Linked DNA regions of Mus musculus: region 1 is linked to region 2. A link is a contact called in public HiChIP or PLAC-seq data. All regions are on one chromosome and are shown on one strand. The core of a region is the stretch at or near the end of the contact, and the rest is flanking DNA. Distances in the headings are between cores, read along the strand shown.

The links. HiChIP or PLAC-seq counts read pairs in DNA pulled down with a chosen protein or histone mark.
Region 1: a contact with region 2 is called in an H3K4me3 HiChIP or PLAC-seq map of embryonic midbrain, with 3 times the contacts expected there. The contact joins two enhancer-like sites. A contact is called at or near these places in 1 of 484 Hi-C or Micro-C datasets (the G1E-ER4 cell line) and 2 of 115 datasets of contacts at active chromatin or transcription factors (bone marrow-derived macrophages and embryonic midbrain).

Annotation. Positions count from the first base shown.
Region 1 is chr12:79,811,871-79,816,154 of GRCm38.p6, reverse strand. Rad51b (RAD51 paralog B) reads right to left here. Exons shown (of 11, transcript NM_009014.3): 11 at 1,465-2,213. The coding sequence ends at 2,197. Among named protein-coding and RNA genes, the nearest start is that of Gm36048, 15 kb to the right of the region's middle. Within about 2 kb of position 2,789, at least 30 of the 459 cell types and tissues checked have an H3K27ac peak or open chromatin away from gene starts, as enhancers often do.
Region 2 is chr12:80,020,797-80,025,246 of GRCm38.p6, reverse strand. Gm36660 (a long non-coding RNA gene) reads left to right here. Exons shown (of 4, transcript XR_872852.1): 4 at 3,293-4,450. The region is part of intron 1 of Gm36834 (a long non-coding RNA gene); the gene reads right to left. Among named protein-coding and RNA genes, the nearest start is that of Gm36834, 3.5 kb to the right of the region's middle. Within about 2 kb of position 2,031, at least 41 of the 459 cell types and tissues checked have an H3K27ac peak or open chromatin away from gene starts, as enhancers often do.

The sequences.
Region 1 (4,284 bases), core at 1,540-4,039, 210 kb after region 2:
CTGTCCTGGAACTCACTCTGTAGACCAGGCTGGCCTCGAACTCAGAAATCTGCCTGCCTCAAAAAAAAAAAAAAAAAAAAAAAAAAGAATGCACCAGAAATGTACATTTAATCAGCTGCAAAACTAAGCTTGGTTTGCACGTGAAACTATGGAAAAAACCACAAGTTCTCAAAAATGTCTCCCCCTCGGAGGAAGCGCATGGCTTCAACTGGAGCATCTGCTTCCAAACCCGTACAAATCCTCCTCGCTCCCTCATGTCCAGCATGCTACTGGCTCCTCAGGAACTCCAGCACAGCAAGACACCACCTCCGCACCGTCCCACCCCTGCCCAGCATAACACTTCAACTTTATCCACCATGAGACTTCATCCAATTTTGTTGTATGGTTATTAGAATGAGTTTTCTTGGTTCATTTATTGAGAGGAGCATATGTTGTTACTTTTTATTGTCTTGTTGTTATTAAGGTTTATTTATTTTATGTGAGTACACTGTCGCTCTCTTCAGACAGGTCATCAGGCGTAGTGGCAAGTATCCTTGCCACTTGCACCAGAAGAGGGCACTAGATCCCATTACAGATGGTTGTGAGCCACCACGTGGTTGCTGGGAATTGAACTCAGGACCTCTGGAAGAGCAGTCAGTGCTCTTAACCACTCAGCCATTTCTCTAGCTCCACTTTATATTGTTATGTGCTCAGCAATTCCTAACTTATTGGCAGAGGCAGCCTTTTACCACCCTCACCTCAGTTTTTGCACTCTTTTCAGCACAGGGAAGGGGGGGACACGACAAGATATAACCCTTACTCTAGCTCCTATGACAGTTAAAAATCTCTGAAGGGGGAGCAGGCACAAGGTGATTCTACACTACTACAGTTTGGGGTCACTACCACCTGAGATGATAGGTTGCCAGAGGCTGGAAAGAATGTTGTTAAGAAAATTTTTATAGTTGGGCACAGTAGTGTATGCCTTTAATCCCAGTACCCAGTGGTTCAGACAGTCTGGTCTACACAGTGAGTTTCAGGCCAGGGCTATATTGTGAGTCCATGCCTTACTAAACATAAAATAATTTTACATTTATTCTTTCTATTCTTTCTCCTTCCTTCCTTTCCTCTGTCTTTTGTTCTTTTTGCCTGTGCAGTGTGCATGTGCAGCGGTCGCAGGACAACTTTGGGGAGCTGGCTCTTTCCTTCTGACATGTGGGATCCGGGCACTGAATCCAGGTCATCAGGCTTAGTGGCAAGTATCCTTGCCAGCCGAGCCACCTTGCCAGCCCTGGGAAGATTCAAACTTTGACTTTGAGGAGGCTTAAGCCCCGCAAACATTGCACTGAACCATCTCAATCTGATACTTCAGCTAGGAGCCTCCGGGCAGTGGGAACTGGTGGGCTGGGGATCCGAGGGAAAGGACTGAATTACCCCATGGGTCACCAATTGATTTATTTGCTAATTGAGTGGCCCAGCTTTGGGTTTCAACTCTAAAGAAACCACTTCATCCTTTATTAAATACTGCAAGAATTTCACTCTTTGTTCTGCGAGGCTATGCACAATATACCAGTGGAACGTGAATTTATACTTACAATAGTCACAGCACTAATGACCTTCCAAACAACACTAATACCATGCACGCTCTGCTCCGAAGTGAGGTCTGAGCCTGTCAGCGAGTTCTGAGGCCATCGACCTCCCTCTGACACTAGAGCAGACCCCCACGCCCATGGCCGCCTTCAGTTTCCCCCACGGTTTCGATATTTCATTTGTGAATCAGTTACTCTTTGGAGACCCCGGTTCTTTGTACACCTATTCTTTTTATTTGCGGAACAATACTTTATTCGGAAATGTTCCCTTCTGTAATTACAAATCTTGTTAGTCCCCCTCCTGCTCTCCCTAGGGGGATTGTGGGCTTTAATTAATTAATGTGGCTGAACCACTTTGAGGGGCATGGCTGAAAGGTGCTGTGTAAGTGCAAATTATTACGATGGCCGCTGACATCCCACGGTGGTGGAGCCCCTAGCCTCTGCATCCAGAGACTGGATAAAGGCTTCTTCATCTTCACCTTCCGGGTCTGAAATCACTGTTACCACCTCAACAGCAACCAACCAATTAATCCTCATTATGTTGGCTTCCGTTTCCTTTTTCCAAGCAGCGCAGTCCTGTTTCATTTCATGAGTCACATGCAATCAGCACTAGACAAAGGTCACAGTATCCCTATGGTCTTTCGTGGCCTAAAAGGAACAAGAGAGGGAGGGGGAAAAAACTAAGAAGAAAAAGAAAGAGAAAGTTAAAAAGAAATTGTCATGAAATGTACTAGCTTGCCACTAGTAACCTAACCAAAGCTTTCCCTGCTGCAGGGGTCCCCTCCCACAGAGTCAACCACTGCATGCCCCAGAGACACTCAGAAATGGCCCAGTCAGGGTTAAGGTCCAGCAACTCTGGCTTTGACTGCCAAAGAGCCACAGACAAAAGGGGAAGTCTATCTCTACTAGGTGGGACAGGATCATCCAAAGACACAGGAGCCCCCCCTTTGGCTTTGTTACCCCTAAGTTTCTCCTGAGAAAGCCAGCTGCCTTCTGTGGTCTCAGGAAGCCCTCACAAAGGCCGTGAGCCCGATTTAGATGTTTTATGCTGCACCTAGCACCCCACAGCCCTTAACAAACGCCCAGGACGTCCACTATGGTGAGAGCCATTGAAAGCAGCCCCGTAGGGGAGACGTGGCCTCTCATAGGGATGCTGCTGACCAAAACACTCCTTACAAGGTTGTGCCTCAGGCCCTTTGTTAGAGTGGTTGCGGGCACGCCTCAGGGGGTCGTGTCTTCATCGGCCTCCATTTATCCTCCCTATTGAAGGGCTCCTTCAGGACACTGGTCAGTCTCTGTGGGAAATGATTTGAAGAGCAACAAAAGAATTTGGGCCCTTTGAAGGGGGGGCTTCAGAATTCAGTAAACATCTGGACATGGAAGGCCAGGTTCTCAAGCTGGGGAGGTGTCAGAAGAGAGAGAGAGCGGTGTGCACAACGGAAGGGTGCTTAGTTTTGTGCTGACAGTTGTTGTCCAGAGGCCCGGACGCCCCAGTAGGTTGATGGAAGATTTTTCAAAAGCTCCCCTATTTGTCAGTGAGTGCAGTTCACTCTCTGTCAGTTCCCGGGGCACATGTGAGGAAATGGAAGTTTTGCATGGTCAGTGAGCAGCGTGTGACGGATGGACGGACAGACTGATTCGGTATGGATTGTGAAATAAAGTAAGGCTGCAATAAGCCTGTCCTCAGTAGTAGTAGCTGCTCAGCATTTCTGCCACCCTTGAAGTTTGTAAAGCACTTACTAGCCAAGGTAACCTACTGATTCTCAGGACAAACATGTTTTAATCGATGAATAAAACAAACAAACAAAGAGAAAGAGAGAGAGAGAGAAAGCAAAGAGGAGGAGGAAGCGCGAAGCGATTTGCATTTCATCACATGGGTGAGAGTCAGGACCTGAACTCTTGACTCTCGATGTCCCTTTATTGTTGAGTCAATCCATTTAGAACGCATTAGTCAGCACGATTCAACATTTGTCACTAATCAGGGTCAGTGCTAGAAGTAGCCAGCATTCCCCAGGGTCTCCAGATCTATCCTCAAACAGTAAAAAGAGACAATGGGATGCAGGTTTTGTCAGTATTCACCAGCTGAATCCAATTCAAGGCCCGCATGCTTTCAGGCAACCATGCCTGGTCATCCCTAGCTGGAAAGAATCTCTCTCTTTATCCTTTTCAAGCCCTATCGGGGGAGGGGGGGTGTCAAACCTTTGCAACAGGTGTCCGTCTGTTTTTGATTAAATTTATCTAACTACATCTTCTTTTGAGCTAAAAAGAAGGGACTTTGCCTCTCCCTCCCCCACGTCCTCTGCATCTGGAGCTTTGTAAACAATAGGTGTTCAACTAGCATGTTCTGAACTAAACTAACCATCATGGGGCTTAAATCATATTTGAGAAAGAACGCCAAGCCCTTTTGGAAGTGATTTTTTTTTTTTTTGAAGAAAATCAACAAATGATTTAACATCTTTTCGTATTATTACCTGGGTGTTTTAACAAATGCAAACTCCTAGCTCTGTGAATGACTTCCAGATTCTACCAGAGGAGCACACAGCCAGCCTAAGTATAGCCCAGGTCTTAGAATAAAGGGGTTTCTTCTCTAGCTATCTTTCAACGAATGTATAAAGAAAGCAAAAGTGTAGGCAGGGAAAAAGAAAAACAGTTGGGGGGGGGGAAAAAACCATGTGTAGTCTATGACTTTGGACCCAAGTTCATTCTCTAGTTTCTTCCT
Region 2 (4,450 bases), core at 782-3,281:
CGGCTATAGAGGGAACAGATCCTAGGACCTCCCTAAGAGTTCCGGAGTATTCTCTGGCTAAGGATAGATATCTGTCCGGCGGTGCTGATGACCTCATTGCTGGTTCTGTCTCCACTGTTGTTAGTGCTTGTCTCTGAGTGTCTTCTTGAGGGCTTGGGGGTCATCTATTCTGAACAGTCAGTGTCACTGTCAACCTCAGGTTGCCTTGGTGATGTTTCTTGGAGGCAGACTCAGAGCACTGAACTTGATTATAACTCAGGAATGCAACTTGGTTTTTAGCAGGGTCAAGTTTGGGTGGTAACGTGGCAGAGGTGGTGGGTTTCCCACCTATAACCCGTCTCCCCCTCTGGTTTTTTGAGACAGGGTTTTCCTCTGCAGTCCTGGCTGCCCTAGAATTCACTCTGTATACCAGACTGGCCTCAAACTCTAAAATCCGCCTGCCTCTGCCTCCCAAGTGCTGGGATTAAAGGCGTGTGCCACCGGGCTCAGAGGGTAAGGGCACTGACTGCTCTTCCGAAGGTCCTGAGTTCAAATCCCAGCAACCACATGTGAGCACAACCACCCATAATGAGATTTGATGCCCTTTTTTCTCTTGCTACTTCCCTCCACACTGAGTACTGGACACACTGATCGGTGGGATACCACCATCATAGCCTTTGTCCCTACTATTCCTTGCACCCAGAATATACTCATCTATCTGCTAAGTTCCTGACCAGTTTCCAAGTTAGAAATAAATTGCCCGAAGCTTTCCCCAGACCCTCACGGAGAGGTTAGTTGTGGTTATACACACTGACAGCCTTTTCATGGGAGATGGGGTTTTCATCTTGTTTTACTGTAGTTCATTACCGGCTCTCTGGTCTCAATCCCCTGACATACAGAAGGTGCTTAGTAAGGTCTTCTGCCAGCACATGGCTCTGTGTGACTACATAAATGAATATTCGGGTGGCGAGGTGAGAGAAGGAAACACAGATGCAACCCTTAAGGGGAAACTACACCATGCTTCTCCAGCTCTGACCCCTCGATTATGCCTAAGATGTTCCTCAAGGATGCTGTATCATCTCCTTGGCCCCTCTCAAGGACTGCTTCATTGACTGCTTGCACGTTCCGCAGGGACTTAATGATGGAGAAAGCTTAAGGACCAGGTCTGTGTTAAATCATGGTAAGAACGTCTTCACATTTATGGTGGAGATCAGAATCTCTCAAGATACTTCATGGAGGTGGGCTCTGGGGTGAGATGTTGGGAGAAGGACCTCAAGGATCAGGAAGTCATAGCAAGGAGTGAATTGAGGTGGGGTAGGATGATGGCAGAGGTTGTGGAGTGAGTGGATTTGGGGTGGAAATGCTTTATGAGGGTGTGAGAAAGCTGGTGTTCGGAAACTGATTCGGGTCTATGGTAGCTAAATATTGTCAGGGGCTTTGCAGTTAGAAGGAAATAAAGCAGGAAAGGCCCAGTATATGGTAGTTAACAGACTTGGGAGGGGCAGGAAGCAGCCACAGAGTTTAGGATTTGACTAGTTCCATCACACAGGGCCTGTAGCAGCTGGGAGGATCCGACGGTGCTCCCTCCCACTTCCTAAAGGCAAACCCCACGGGAACAGGGGTGATCTGGGCCCTGGCTTCTGAGCAGCCTTTTTCCCACCTTTCTTGTGGGCAGTTTATACACCAATGGCCCAGCGCACCCCAGGAGGGGTGAATGGGGATCCATTTGTTTTTCCAGAGTTTGACCTCTCAGTAAAACTCTTACCCCAAAAAGTGTGGGTTTAAGTGAAAGCGTAAATCAGCCCCTTTGAAATGCAGAAGCAGCTTGGGGAAGCCCCCTTTGATATGCAACTTGGAACCCGGGCACTTAAAACCTGGGTTAATTCTCTCACTTTATTGGAGGCAGAGAAAGGGAAGAGGAGGAAACCCAGGACCGCTCATTAAGTCTGGGGACTTGAAAAGCTTGGGGCAGGAGCCTGCGGCTGCAAAGACATCAGGAAAGCATAGCGGCCCTGGGAAAAGCGGCCCAGTCCCCAGGCACTCTAATCCTGGTTCCCACCCAGACTGATGAGACCCGAGGGTGGAGAAGAGAGGAGGGGGCAGGCAGCAAGGGGAGGGGCTCCGGAGGGTGGGCGCGCGCGGGGGTGGGGTGGGGTGGGGTGGGGGGTGTTACTACGGAAACGGGGAGGGCGCGGGATAGGAGAAAGCCAAGGGCTAAGTTGGCAATTTCCTGAAAAGAACTGAGAATGCCAGAGTGTGGGTCTCATTCACTGGGCAGCGTGTGCTTTCGTAGGTCCGGGGGCTGTGGCCCCTTGTGGGATCCAGGGCTGTGTGGTTTGCCTGTTACCTCCTGGCAGGGTCTGGGACCTTCATTAGAAACATCTGTGGCTTGCTGACCCCTGTCACAGGGCGGGTGGGGGAGGGGCTCCATAAGATTTTCAGACAGGGGTGCGGTCCTGAAGTTGCAAGGCTGTCCCCTACCGGGACTCCCAGAAGGGAGGAGAGGCCGGGGCTCTCCAAGACATATGATGCTGGTTTGGAGAGTGCTCATCCTGGATTTTCCAAGGTGTTTGCCACTGTCATCCCTGCTAGCTCAAATCTTAGGTATCTCAGGCTCGCTCTCCTGGGGCACTGCAGCTGCAGAAACTTTATTGGGGAGTGCTTAAAGTTCCCTAGTGGGCTGGCAGCTAGTCCTGAAGCCCACCCCCTCCCCCCAAGGCTGACCCAGGCACAGACTGTGCTGCTAAATGCCAATCTGATTGCCCCGCTCTTCCCATCTGCTGACTCCAGTTTGGTGGATGGGAGAGGTGAGAATGTAAAAGCTTGATCCTCCAGAGTGTTATTTCTGTCTGGGCTGAGGGAGAGGGTAGCTGATGCGTTCCTGCCAGCCCCTGATCTCCTCGTGACCTCTGGGCTCTGGATTCTGGAGAGCACATTAGTCCTGCACACGTACACACTACAGGCAGGGTCAGCATAGGATTAGCAGCAGCTGAGCCCTACGCCTCTCAGCATATGTCCCTGGTCCTCTCTCCTCATGAACTCAGGAACCCACTTCCATTTGAAGAACTTTACCTCCGTCTGGGGCCCCACCTGGATCACCCAGTTTCTTTCTTGTGTCATCAAATGGCTATAACCTTATTCCTCAATGGATTTCAGACCAGGACCCAAACAATGTAAACCACAGGCGTAACCAGCTTCAACCTCCTTTATCATAGGAGATGGAAGGAGGACAGGGGGACCATAATTGAACCCAGCTGTCTTTGGAGCTACTGCCCAGGTCTCAGGGTAATCACCTCTGTTTCTCTTCACTCAGATCCTGCCTTGAGTGGCCAAGAGGATGCAGCTCCCTCACCTGCTTCATTATAAACCAGCACAGGAATCTCAGGAGGCTCCTGGAGGCCAGCACACGAGCAACAGAAGCTGAATAGCCACTGGCGCAGAGCTATAGATGCCCAAGGACTCTTTTCTGCTATGGCCACAGAAGTGGGCTCTGAAAACAGGAAACCGGGCTCCTGAGTGTTGACTTGGAGATAGAGCAGAGGGGAGATGAAGACACCGGAGGCCAACTAGAAACAGCCATTGGGAAGCCTCAGAGGGAAAGGGATGGTGGTGGGGAAGATGGGCAGGGTGTGAAGTCCAGAGAAAGGAAAAGGCAGAGAAAAGGCAGCCCCTTGGTGGTGGGGTCTGTAGCAACCAATCCTGGGTCATAGCGAGGGAAGGCCAAATCCAAGATGTCTGAGGTGCTTCTGGGAAAAGATGTATGGTGATAGTATATGTCTATGTAAGAATAGAATCCTGTCTGTACAGGCATGTGCACACACACACACACACACACACACACACACACACACACACACACAGCCCTGTATCAGCAATCATTGCATTCCAGTCACCCAAATCCAGCCCACTTTGCAAAATGCGTTCTCATGACTTGCCTGCACATTCTTCTCCACTGAACCCTGCTCATTTCTATATGCTTCCTGCAGCTGAGACTCTTTCTTCCCCGCTCTCTTTTAAAGCAACTGTACAAACACCTGCATTTTATTAATGCTGCCTGGAGCCGGGGCTGGGCTGGGCCCCCTCTGCTCTCACCCCCACACCATGCTCAGTGAAGCAAAACGCAAGGGTTAACCCTGTGTGGCTGGGTTTCTGTCCCCGAGAAGTGAATCCCCAAGAGTTCAGAAAAAAACGTCAAAACTATGAAAGAGTGAGAGTCCACAGAAGTTATTTAGGCTTTCTGTTAGCCCAGGAACCCCATTTCCCTTGTCTTAGCTTTTGGCCTATTTCTCTGATCATTGTGCCCCGTGTCTCTTGACAGAAGACAGGGACATCATCCTTTCTTGAAATTCAGGCATCCTCTTTAGAGACAGTTCTCCAGCCTGGCCCTTTAACGGTCTACTGCATTGTTCTGTCTTTAGAGGCCAAATGGGACTAAACAATCCCAGAAAGAAAAAAAAAAAAAGAAAAAGAA